Regions from separate parts of the Capsicum annuum genome. Here region 2 is linked to region 1. Evidence: chromatin contacts called from public Hi-C data. All regions are on one chromosome and are shown on one strand. Each heading gives the region's core, a stretch centred on a gene start, on an enhancer-like site or on the middle of the called end of the contact. The rest is flanking DNA. Distances are from core to core; before and after follow the strand shown. Region 1 has its middle 160 kb from the start of LOC107839093. Region 2 holds the start of LOC107839093 (indole-3-pyruvate monooxygenase YUCCA6).

Region 1 (6,954 bases), core at 3,119-5,618:
TTAATTGATAGAAGTAATCCAAACCTGAGAGACCCATGTTGGGATCCTACTGCTTGAAAGTGATATACTAGGGTGTTAATTCTTAAAAATAGATCAACTTTTAGACTGACACAGTTGCTCAAATAAAATGTATTAAAACCTACAATGGCTATCCATCCTCCCGAATAACAAGATTATTCATATAAGCATCAAACATTGAATCATAAATCATGATGTAATAGTAAAAATTTCTCAAATTCATCATCTAATCGTGGGAGTAATCTAAAAATTATTACTAAATTAAAAATCATATTTAATGTCATTAAATCATGTTTCAAGTTAGTGCCTCATTCATAGAACAAAAACATATTTTCAAACATCAATACTTAATTATTTATCACTTCAAAAAAAAATTAAACCAATCTCATCCATATTATAATATATATATATATATATATAGTATGAATTAAAATATGAAGGTTCTATGTGAATTTGTCTCATACGTATACAAAGCTCTATTTGGATCTTGTAGTAAAAAGTATGTTAAAAGATGATATACCTCAAATTTCACTAAATGATCTAAATGTGAACCACGATGATATATAATAAATCTATAATCAATTCAATAATAATGATTATAACATTGATTGATTTTCATGAATTTTGACCCTTTATGAAAAATTAGGGTTCCAGAAGAAAATTTATGTTCATAACAAAGATGGAAATTACTCAATATTTAAGATGCATTTCAATAGGCTATACGAACTTCAATTATTTTTCTAATTTTCGTAAATAAGTTGAGGACTTACCTCTCGAAGAATCTCCTGAAAAAAAATTTCTTTAATGCTCTTGAACCGAATTTCTTGAATTTATGAATTAGAAGAATAATTTGAGTTTTAATCCATGTTAAATCACTGTAATAATTATGAGGATCGAGTAAGAACTTATATTAGAAGGATAGAGGAAGTACTATGTTGTTTTCTCTCTCAAAAGTAAAGTGAAATTTTTCAACTAAACATGTATTTATAAGTTTCTGTCAAATTTCATATACAGTCGCTACATATAATTTTTTGCCACAACGTACGAACGTGTGTTAGTCTTGTAGGTGGCCTCCCAAATTAAGTGCAATTTGAAATCGCTGAAGACCATGTACAATTTGACATATAATAGGTAAATTCAAATGTAGATCATATGTTGATCCACAATCCAATCACTAAAGACCTCAAAATTAAACCTAAATCTGCATGTCTCACACATGATCTTTATATGACTTTGTATGTTAACAATTGAGACCTAAGATTTTCAACGTGTAAAGATTTCACATATGTCTCAACATATGGACACTATATACAGTTGTATGTGGGCTTTGTCTATTGAACTCAAAAATCAAAAAATTTATGAAGTCATAGGACCTTATATGACTCTTATACAGATTATATAATGTATGCATGTAGTTCTGCATCTCGATATACGAAATTTTTAACTTTCTACCCCTTACATACAATTGAACATGCGGTCCACGTGTCACTTTAACAATTGTATATCCATTGTATCTCAACACAATTTGACCTAAATTTGGTATTTTCAGTTATAATAGACTCAAATCTCTTTGTATATTTGAAACGCTCAGATATATCAATTTTAACATATATATATATACATGTGTTTTAACATAGCTTGGATCGAATCACTCAAAATTTGGTGGTTTGATATCTAATCCTAATTTCTAAGGTGTTGTATTCGGGATCAATCAATAATATTTAGTAGCTACACATTATTTATATACGATAATTATACTTGCTGCACTTTTGTACAGATGTCAATCATTTTATAGAGGTGTATGTGAGTGGGGTAAATTTCACCTCGAAGATATTCAAGATAAGTTGTCTGGTAGTTCACAACATCGTGGACTCCTTTTCATCTTTACTGTTGTTTTATTTATTCGAATAAGATATTTTGATGTTCAGACTTTTGTATTTATTCCGTTTAGATTCTCTTGACTTATATCACTAGTTCTTAGGGATTTATGTATTATCTGTAGTTATGACTTTATGTCTTTTTATATTTTAACTTAATATTGTTCCAAATGCTTCATTTATGTCTCTTTGTATCGAAATTTAATTATATTTGAAATTGGTTTTACCTACCTAATTGAGGTATACATGTCATCATTGCTAAGATCAGTTAAATCATGACGAGTTTATTGAATCTTACCTTAAAACATGCTCTAATTATCTTCTCAATCTCTTTGTTAAGTGTCATGTCAAGATTTTTATTAGCTTATGTGGCATCTACATGGTGTGTGTGCGAGCACGTGTATATATATATATATATATATATAGTATCCCACCCAACATCAATCCTAACTATCTAATTTTTATTAGATTTGTTGTATTATTGTTTGTTTGTTTTAACTTTCAACCACATCATGAATCTCAGACAATAATGGTGTTTCTTTCTTTAGATGTCAAGATATAATAAAAATGACATATTTCTCTATCATATAGCAATGATGGTACTTCTAGCAGACACATTCAGTTATTCATACTAAAAAGCGAACGAAATGTAAGACAATGTTATGTTGTGACTTGGAGTTTTTCTGAAAGAGAAAAGTTGAAATATAATCCAGATGGGGCCTGCAGAGGTAATCCTGGACCAGGGTCTCTAGCCTTCTATATTAGAAATGCAAAAGGAGATTTGATTTTTGCTATGGCTAAAAGGTTAGGAGAAACAACCAACATTATGGCTGAAGCAATGGTAATCGGAGAAGCCATTGTTTTCTCAAAATCACAGAATTATAAGAGTATTATGATTGAGTTTGATTCATTGACTGTGGTGAGAATGATAAATAGGCAGTGGAAGATCCCATGGGATTTAGCTGAAGTAATTGAAGACATTTGGTGGAATTTGCATGAGCTACAAGGTGAAGTTATGCATACTTTTAGAGAAGGCAATATGGTGGCGGATGCACTAGCAAATGAGGTGTTGGAGATGCAGATTTTTAGAGAATACAAGCATTTTACTGAGCTACCAACAAAGATCAGAAGGTTCATAAACATGGATAAATATCATATCCCAAATCTCAGAATAAAAACTCGTAAAATAAACAAGTATCAATGAGGAATAAGAGGAGCAGGAACAAAACAAAGATACTAAAGAGCATATTCATAACATTAAAACATGAACAGATGATCCTTACATATAAAAATCCATGGGAGTGCATAAAATCTAGAAGCACAATCAGGAAGTTCTAAATCAATGCTACAGAGGAAGAGTACTAACTTCAAATAGAGGCTATAGCTATCAAAAACTTTACCAAAAAAAGGGGTACTTGGAGCTTGGCACCGTATACCAGATCTGCACTTGTCTTCTAGCTACATGGGCTGCCTAAGTCATCTTCAAAAAGAAGGGATCAAAGTAAGAGAGATTGAAATGTTAATACAAGATGGCGTGAAAGATAGATCAGTATCTTGTGGTACATCGGTGGATCGGCAACCTGTCCTTTGGGGTCACACCCCGACCACCTAAGATTCGGTTGGGATTAGCAAAGATAGGAAAGGAACTAAGCACAAGGACAGCCAAAATAGTATCTTAGTTAAAGGAGACAGATAGAGCTGATAGAGACAACCACATGCAAGGATGGAGCTTTCGCACAATCCAAAGAAGGAAATGGAGAAACCACCGATATCAGCTTGGGGGAACAATTTTCAGGTGAACAAGATGCGACGGAGGAAAAAGAGTATTGAATACTCATGTCTGAAAATATGTTTTGATATGTCCAAATATGGAAACTTTTCATTTTCTCCAAAATTTATCAGGTCGTCTGATGGCTTTGGTCCAACAATGTACAGATTGGTTTTTTCTGGCTATATTGATATGGAATAAAAAGGTTCAGTAATGGACTGCAAAAAATTTAATAAAAAAAAATGTAAGACAAACTTTTTTTTAATGTAAGGGAAACTTGTTTAATCATCAACTTCTTATTTTCCGAAAATTGGGTATGTTCTTTATCATCTTTCCTAGTTCCCCTGTATAACCCCTTTAAAATCTTCGATTGTTTTTGACAGAGAAGATCCACCTCATATATTTATACATGAAATAGGGAAATGTGATCTCATGTTGCTATTAGGCCATGTAAATCTAATGAACGCATTAGATAATGGGTGGATATTGTTGTTGGGTGAATTAAATTAGGAGAAAATTTTAAGTGAAATACATACACATATATATATATATATATATATATATCATGTAGGCACCACGGAGATGCCACATAATCTAATAAAGATGTTGACATGACACTTGACAACTCAAGGGTAACATTGAGTTCAAAGTTGAATGTAGGGACAAATATGGCCAAAAGTACAACGAAAAAATAAATATGACTTACTACTTACAGTACAAATGCAAATATGATCCTTTTCCCTTTATATTATGTAGGAACGACCTTGGACTATAATACCCTCAACGAATCGAAACTGGATCGGACTGGACCAAAATTTAAAATAGGGTTCTATGGATGCAAAGTTTGTGTTGCGCTATGTATATTTTTTTTAATAATTCCCCCAATCATAATTCCTAAATTTGAATTTTCTAATAATAAATTAATCTCCATTTGAAAAGGTACCTTTCGCTTTAACATCTTAGGCGTTATCAATTGTCATCATATGAACTGAAAATCCGTTTACTTCCCCTGGCCACTGCACCTCCACCATGATATACATCATCATACCTAAATCTAATGGGGCTATTTCCTCCTTGTTTAATTAGTTTTAGTATTCTCTGTCTTTTACATATATATTCTGATGCAAAAGCTTAATTCATAGGCCGATAAGATAAGGGCAAGTTTTTTCATGACTTTTATTGAGATGGTACCTCCACGAAAGTGTAGTTATCAAAGGTTTTACATATTTGATAGTTTTTACCCCTTAGTCCTTGATGCGACAAAGAGCGTAACTACACAAATAGCTTAGCTGTTCAATTAATAACTCGTGCCAAGTTGAGGAGGTAAGTAAGTAAGACTACTAATAATTTAAATGTGCAACTAAATAAGTCGGGCCAAATTTTGAGGCGTTTAGGTATATTCTGGCAAATAATTAAGATAGGGAATTAGGAACCAAAGTTGTTTCCTTTATACACGATATTTTTCCACTAAATTCGAGAGCGGGGAGTGGAGGGTGAGGTTTTTATGCATGCATATAAAGGGCAGAAGTACAATGCATGCAATTGCATGAATGAGAATGACCATTCTTCAGTACCATTGTGGCATGGGAAATAAAAATATAGATATGATAGAGATAGACAAGGAAAGAGCAAGTACCAGAGCACTCAAGAATGTCCTCTCCAAAGTGAAAAAACAATATACGACAAAAAAAAAAAAAAAGAGTTTCAAGTCGTAGACAAATATTAATATAATTAATTACTTACAAGTAATATACTAATAAACTTTCAATTAATTTACTGCCACCCAAAGAGAAGGATAGAGCCAGAGGTGAATTTATAATTTCGTAATCTTCGAACTAATCTTTTCATCAAGTGGGTCATTTAGCTTTTTTGGGAGCATAGGTATCAATAACTAAAATTAGATCAATTTTAAAAATATTTACGTAAAATATTTAATTTTATAAAGAGATCATAGGTTCACGCGCCCTATTGCTAAACCTAGCTATAAATTTGATCCTGGGCGAAGCTACAATATTAGGTGTGCATTTGAACAAATGAATATGTATAAATAATTAATTGCGAAATTGGAAACTAAACTATGAATTTAATGATAAGTTCAATACTCATAAACTTTAAATTTTAATGGACTTTGACTTTGTTGATAAAATACATTAATTACCTTATTAGTTTATATATAACTTTAACATCTCTCTCTCAAGGACCGCCACTTTGATAAACATGATGGTATTGCGGTTCGTGAATCATTTTGGATGCACATGCTTCTCCATAGATTCCAAAGTGCATAAAAAGATCATTCTTGATGGTCACAAAATATAACACTTTCTAACTTTACACATAGTTCAATCTCTCTCACTATCCCCCCCCCCCCCCCCCTCCCCGGGAAGCTGGAGATAGAATCAAGTCAAGTTACTTTTTTCTCTGATCTATCAATTCAATAAGCCATGTAATTGAGATATATATATCTTCTAGTATAAGTATCTTTTTTCTAAAGGGGCATATGGTGGCCTTTTGTTTTTATTTTCTTTTCTCTTGTTATTTTCCTTGTTAGGAGACAGCCAGCACACAATCCCTCGACAGACGGCTCTAATTTTCTCTTAAGTAATGCCTACCTATTGCCCCTTGCCTGCCCATAAATCATTATTAGTTTGCAAAATATAGCCGACATGGCCGGTTTTTGGATCTCTTGTTAATCACTTTTTAAGGTGACAATATTTTTAGCTAAAATACCAAAAAAGGCTCCAGCACTTGGTATTGGAGTGTCACTTCGCAGAATTTTTAAACAAAGAGTGTCACCCTACACATATCATTAAATATTAGTCGAGATGTATTTCGATAATTATTGAATGATAGATCAGGTAGAAAACTCGCACTCCCAATAATTCAGATATGAAACTTTAAAAAGCCAGAATAGTTTGTGTTTTTGACCTTTAATTATGGCTGTCAAGTAGGCCGGGTCCTTTAGTTATGGCTGTCAAGTGGGCCGGGCGGGGCCAACCCGACCCTACCCGGCCCACTTAAATAAACTGGCCCGATTTGACCCATCCCAATAAGTCCTAGGGCTTTAGGGATTTCGATTTTCGCGCTGGTTATTTTTTTAATTTAGGCCCGGTTAACCCGGCCCGGACCTAGCCCGATCCAGGCCCGCCGGTTAACCGACCCGTCCCGGCTCGGAATCTTTTTTTTTTTAAATAATTTTTTAGTAGTATATAACTATACAGATATATATTGTAATGTATATATATCGTAGTATATTTCATTTAAAGTATTACATATACATAGAATAGAGCGTAT
Region 2 (6,954 bases), core at 2,157-4,656, 160 kb before region 1:
ATGAAGAAAAAGAGGAAAAATTGAAGTGGAACATCAAAGATTTACCTGAAGATGAATTCCTTGGAGGAGGTAGAGGAGCGTAGAAATTTGGAGTGTTCTATGGTAATGGAAGGAAAACCATGAGAAGAGAGGTAATGATTGTCAAGCAATGCTCATCTGATATGCTGGGGGTGAGGATTGTAAATATCTGCCAACTGTAATGATATTTTTGCCCTAAAAAAACATATATAATTCCGGCTTCTATCCTTGGTCATCCTAGAAGTCTCATTTCTATATAGTAGTAATTTTTGCAAGAATAAAGTCTATTTGACTAAGTTCGCCACTCTTTATAAATTATTAAGTGAAAAGATCGCTTTTTAAAATATATATTAGCTACAACTAAATCTTAAGCTAAAGTGGCATCTAGGTATAGTTTTCCTTTCGTCATTACTAATACCACATATCCTGCGTATACTTGATCAAAACCATCGTTATCTTTACCTATATGACCATTTGGATCTTCCAATATAGAGGAGGTGGTTTTGTGTAATCCCTTGAATGTGTAATCCCTTGAACCAATGGCTTCAATTCCCAAATTTAGTCTTAGCTTTTGCATCTAATCCTATTTATGATGTATAAGCACTAGTGATACTGATTGTGTCTTTTCCACAAACAAGACATAATAAACCTATCCCTAACTCACTTTAGCTCTGCAATCATATTCATAAGTCTTGGTTCTAGAATAATTTTCATCCCGTTCGTATTTTTATCTATTTCAGAATATCATAATTTGTAATTCTTATTGCTTGTATCTCTAACCTTGCCCTGTCCAATATCAACTTTTTTCATTTATAGGTATCCACTAATTCCATTGACTTGCAATGTCAAAGCCCTTGCACCTAACATAAGCTCATCAATTAAATGTGCAATCATTCTTTTCTTCTCCTCTGTCTTCTGATTAACAAGATTATTGTGTGGCTGGAACTTGGAAATGTCAGTGTCAACTCCTTAAAGGAAAAAAGGAAACACTAACAGTACGTACCTTGGTCGTCACATTTGTCATTAATCTCGTCACCCCCCCTTAATTGGTTTCATATTTTTATTACTCATATTTCAATATAACTAATATTACTTTTTATAAAATCAAAACTTCACCTCCAAAGTTGATGAGTAGTGCTACCACTGCGCTCCTCGGACTAATGGCTTGTCCCTCATAGGACAAATGTGACCCACCATAATCACCGTCCGACTTGTACATAGTTGATACCCATAATCTCCAATGTCTCATCAAATGTAATTTCATGTCACTTTATCATGTGAAACTCAAAATTTGTAGCAAGTTGTGAATTTCAGTTCTAGAGACCTTATAATGAATCATCCGTAATGAGATAGGTATTTGGATAATGATATTTGATTGAAGTCAAAAAGAAAAGTATTTGAAGGTAAAATTATATGACAGTACTCCCTCAGGCCCATTTGGTGTGGTACCGTTTGCTTTGACTGTCTATTTAAGGAAAAAAAAGAAGAAATTTGAAAGTTATGGTCTAAAATAATTTTTAAATATTTGTATGATCGTAAATAATTTCATTAAGGGTAAAGGGAGAATTTTAAAGTTAAAATTATTTTTAATTGTAGTAAGATGACATACTTTTCGGGATGGACTAAAAAGAAAAGAGTGTCACATAAAAATTAAAATAGATGAGTGGAGGGAGTATTTGAAAGTTGATCGAACTGTGTTTGATAATGAACTTTCGTTAGTTTGTGAAAGATGAACATTTTTGCGTGAAAATTGACATTTTACTTCAAATACTACTCAAGTCGTTATTTTAACGTTAAATTCTCTATTTCAACCCAAAGAAACACATAGAATACAAAGAAAATAAAGAAAGTTGGAGAAATAAATATAAGAGCCACAAAGTAATATTGGTTTGAGCAGTCTTCCATTTAAACCAATATTTCTATTAGACAATATACATGTAGTGCCTTTAGGTCTTGGGAATATTTTACTAATATTGAATTTAACCTGTAAGTGGAGTGTAGTTCTCTTGTTCCACCCGGCCCAATGAGGCACAGTCCAACCCAATGCCAACCATAACTACCTCTTCTAACAATTGAAAATCTTACCCAACTACATATTCTATTAAATGAACTCCTAATAAAGATATATTTTCTATTAAACAAAACTCATGACTTTTTAACTCATTCCAAAATCAAGATTGTTAGAGATCAACTCCCTCAAGGATTTTTAAGTATTAATATCTCATCCAATAAGCCCCCATATCTCTCTAGTATGACACATATAGTGACGTGTACAATATTGGCCATAACCATTAAGCTTTTAATTATTCCAATTTTTTTCTTCTCTTGCCTAGCCAGATTCAAATAAATCACCCTCAAGAGTTGTACTGAGAGGAGGAGTGTCACTGGATTTTACCCTCATAAGATCGAACCATATCGTATACCCAGCTGAATATTAGGTTTATTTTAAGAAAATTGTAAATTTCTATATGAATTTATAACCGTATCAATTAATTAAGTTTTTATTTTTTTAAAAATAAACCAAAAAGAGATCAAATTGCACCAAATAAATTTAAATGTGGAAATTATATTTTATATATTCAGTTTCGAAATAAAGAAACATTTTAATATTTGGGTTGAAAATGATAGCAAATTAACCAACAGGTAATAACAACCAAATTTCCCATTGTGAAACCTTTTATGCTACTTGTATTAAAACTAAATTTGATTTAGCCTTTTGTGTGGTATGTTATAAGGTACATATTTTAGCTATTTTAAGTATCAAGTTACAAGGTATTGAGTATATCTCCTGTGATAAGACTTAAATTTCTCTTATTGAATACTTAATTTTTTTTTTAGTCTTATCTTGATTAGCGCCTTTCCACTAGACTGATTTAAACCTTTTGTCCTTATTTTTTGCCTTACACTACTGTAAAATTATGAGATGGATCTTTATCATTGTCGTCTTTCATATTCCCTTTATTCACTTTTAAGTAGTAAAAAAATTGGAGAATCTTTGTCAAAGTCCTATAAAAGTATACGTGTATGAGAAATCCGTATGATGGAAAAGTTTCAAAAAGTGTAATTTTGGTTATACAAACTAAAATAACGAAAAAATTGGTACGACATAAACTCTAACCGACAATACAGTACCATTGACGCTCCTAAGTGAGATAAATAAAAGGACTAAAATTTAAGCTCTAGATATAAAAAAAAAAATCTCGAATTCGAATCTTCAGTATTAAAAACAACCCTAGGACGACTTATGAACATATATCCAAATTAATAATGACACTATATAAATATAAAATACAAATAAATCACTAATGTTTTTATTAAGCTCAACACACACCAAGTATATAACGATGTACACACATACACTATATATATGTGTCCCACTTCCATTAATACTGAAACTTTCGTTGTGCCCGGTATATATAGAGTGAATTCTCTTGAATTCAATTCAATTCAATTCATTCATTTATTGATCATCTTCTCCCTTCCTCTACTTCCTATGAACAAAAGGAATGTGTAGACATATATAACACATCTATATCTACTATATCCACATACTACCCCCCCCCCCCCCCCCCCCCCCCTTGTTCTGTGTTGTGTGGTGTGTCTATTTGATTGAATGCTGATTTTATCCCCCGCAGCATCCGTCCGGTTGTAAGTTTCATTAACGTTAGATTCAATCTGAGAAAAGTGGATAAGAAGGATCTCTTAATTTGCTCCACTTCTTTAGGGACTTATCAGTCTCCTATTTCTTCTGGATAATATTTGTGACTTAGTCTTTCTAAGTTTTTTAGCTCTCTTTCACTACAATATTGACCAATGAGTTTCCTCTATTTTAGCTGTGTACCCTATCTCCCACAATTCTTGAAGTAGATAAAAGGGAAAGACCAAGAAACAGTTTTAAGATATCGTTATTCATTCAAAAACCATCACCCCTCCCTTTCCTTTTAGTTTAACTATTGTGACCCTAGTGTTTGATGGACTACTTGAGGGAAATACAAGGCAAGACAACCCATGATCCTTATTTCAACAACACCAACAAGATGATGATGCCGAGATGTGTAGTGGTTAACGGGCCGGTGATTGTGGGAGCAGGGCCATCAGGTCTTGCGGCCGCAGCATGTTTGAAAGAGAAAGGAGTATCAAGTTTGGTATTGGAGAGATCTAATTGCATAGCTTCTTTGTGGCAACTCAAGACGTATGATCGTCTGAGTCTTCATTTGCCTAAGCAATTCTGTGAACTCCCTCTCATGTCATTCCCTGATGATTTCCCTACGTATCCCACCAAGCAACAGTTTATCAAGTATTTGGAGCTATATGCTATGACGTTTGATATTCGACCTGTTTTTAATCAAACGGTCGTATCGGCTAATTACGATCACAAAATTGGGTTGTGGAGGGTGAAGACGGAGACAAAGACAACTACAACGACTATGACTACAGAATATGTTAGTCGGTGGCTGATCGTGGCAACGGGTGAGAATGCGGAGGCAGTGGTACCGAAAATCGAAGGAATGGAGGAATTTGGAGGAAGTATAATGCATACTAGCTTCTACAAAAGTGGGGAAATATTTAGAGGGAAAAAAGTGTTGGTAGTTGGATGTGGGAATTCAGGAATGGAAGTGTGTTTGGATCTCTGTAATCATGATGCAAGTCCTTCACTCGTGGTCAGAGATACTGTAAGAACACACTCATATCCCTCTTACCATTAATCTTTTTCTTTAGCACTCTCTAAATGGGAAATACTTAACAAAAAGAAAAAAAGAAAAAAGAGAAACAACAAAGCCTACCCTTTTCTCTTCTTTTTTTTTTTTCTTTTTTTGGGGGTTTTTTGGGACATTTTAAAGCAAATCAATTACAAACTTTCGCATATGTTTTTTTGTCTCATCAAAGCTTTGAGAAATGTTTGATGCAAAATAAGGGGAAACATGGTTTTCCATTTCTCAACTTTGTGTCAATTTCATTTCAGGAAAAAGGTAAACTGGTGGGATTTCTTTTTTATTTCTTCAGATACTTTTACTTTTGAAATTCTCTCTAATTTAGACAGACATAAGGAAAAAGGTCTAGGATACTATTCTACATGTTTTAAGAAGTTTTTTATCATTCTGTTTCCTGAAAAACTTCCTATTTATGTGGAAACAATTAGAAACCCTAGTTTAGTAGGACTAGTATTTTCTTGGAATTTAATTTCCCTTCCAAAGTTCCCCTTATTTTTTTTTATTTTTTATTTTTAAAAAAGAAGACAATTCTCATGTGTTGCCAGTGATGAAAGTTAAAAAGTTGGAAGTGAGTTCAAGTTCCAACAAAATTGATTTGTAAAGTTTGTAATTTAACTAAAAATAATCAGGCTAATTAAAAGACTATGGTTGTGTATTTTCACTTTCTTGGAACTGCCAAGCATGCGCAATATTGGTGGAAGCATGGAGGATTTTTGTTTTCATTAATAATTAATAATAATAATAATAATTGATTCCAGTAAATTCATGACTGGCACAATAAGCTTTTCTTAGCAACTTAAAAGTGAAAGTCCAGATATTGGCCATTCATCCAGAATGGCAATGGCACTAGCAAGTTTTACCCCTTTTTTGAAAAAACAACTACTTTATTACAACAAATTGGCTTTGACTTTGAATTTTTTTAATTTTTTATGTTCAGGTGCACGTCCTACCACGAGAGATGCTGGGTAAATCAACTTTTGGTCTATCGATGTGGTTACTAAAGTGGTTGCCCATGCGACTTGTCGATCGGTTACTGTTGATTATTTCTCAGTTATTGCTCGGTGACACGGCTCGACTCGGCTTGGATCGGCCTGAAATCGGGCCGTTAGAGCTAAAAAACTTGTCCGGAAAAACCCCGGTGCTCGACGTTGGAACGCTTTCTAAGATTAAAAGTGGTGACATTAAGGTACTTACTATTTGCTAAAGATAAAAATATACGACTATATATCATGGACTATGTATCAAATCACCTTTTCTTGATATCTTTCTTTCACTTCGGTGTTACCTAGCTGTTTTTAATGTTTGTTGGGATCCATCCCATGACCTTTCCTCATTCTCAATCATTGAAAATATTCCATAAACAGTGTGACAAAATCTCTTCAGCTTAATTTGTCCCAACATTTCACTGATTCTACTAGTATCATTTCAAAGTTGAAAACCACTTAAACCTATGTCAATGAATTTATTAGGTTGAATGCTCCAATTTTTTTTTCTTGGCACAAAGGACTAATTTTGGATGTTATATTATGGTGTAGGTATGTCCTGGAGTTAATAGATTATTAGAGCATCACAAGGTGGAATTTGTGAACGGCCGAACAGAAGAATATGATGCAATAATCTTAGCAACTGGTTACAAAAGCAATGTGCCCTCGTGGCTAAAGGTACTAACTTTTTTTTCTCCTTTAGTTAGTTTTTTGATTCTTCATGATGTGTTCAAAGAATTTGATTGAGATAACAAAAAAAGAAGAAAGAAAAGGAATATATGTATAATTTTAGGTTTTTGTTTGGTTTTGCCAGGAAAGTGAGATGTTCTCAAAGAGAGATGGTCTACCAAAAAGGCCATTTCCCAATGGCTGGAAAGGAGAGTGTGGGCTTTATGCAGTGGGGTTCACTAAACGTGGTTTGCTAGGTGCTTCCATGGATGCTAAGAAAATTGCAGAACACATTCATCATCAATATGTTCAATAAAAACAATTTGATGGTACTATTAATAACCTCCCCACAAAAAATAAGTGTTAGTACCAGCAGTTTCGATCCTACAAATGAAGAAAGAGTTGGAAGAAACAAAAAGGGTGAAAGAGAAAAAGAAGATCAAGAATATCCTCTTACAACATCCATTTGGAAAAAAGGGAAGAAACAGGAGGATTTTTGTGGGGATGCTTCATCATCAAAATCATCAAAATTTAGCTAGTGTATACACATCTTGTACATTTTTTAATATTTT

Evidence for each region. A called contact is a pair of places that touch in the nucleus more often than the background predicts.
Region 2: a contact with region 1 is called in a Hi-C map of leaf, with 2.1 times the contacts expected there. The contact joins the promoter of LOC107839093 here to the enhancer-like site in region 1. A contact is called at or near these places in 3 of 5 Hi-C or Micro-C datasets (bud, leaf and placenta).

Annotation. Positions count from the first base shown.
Region 1 is chr8:130,096,420-130,103,373 of UCD10Xv1.1, reverse strand. No RefSeq gene overlaps it. Among protein-coding and RNA genes, the nearest start is that of LOC107839093, 160 kb to the left of the region's middle. Within about 2 kb of position 4,368, at least 3 of the 5 cell types and tissues checked have an H3K27ac peak or open chromatin away from gene starts, as enhancers often do. A contact at or near this core is called in leaf, where this site is marked.
Region 2 is chr8:130,252,233-130,259,186 of UCD10Xv1.1, reverse strand. LOC107839093 (indole-3-pyruvate monooxygenase YUCCA6) reads left to right here and starts at 3,406. Exons shown (of 4, transcript XM_016682447.2): 1 at 3,406-4,691; 2 at 5,668-5,916; 3 at 6,266-6,391; 4 at 6,528-6,954. The coding sequence starts at 3,990. The coding sequence ends at 6,698. It also overlaps the pseudogene LOC107879195.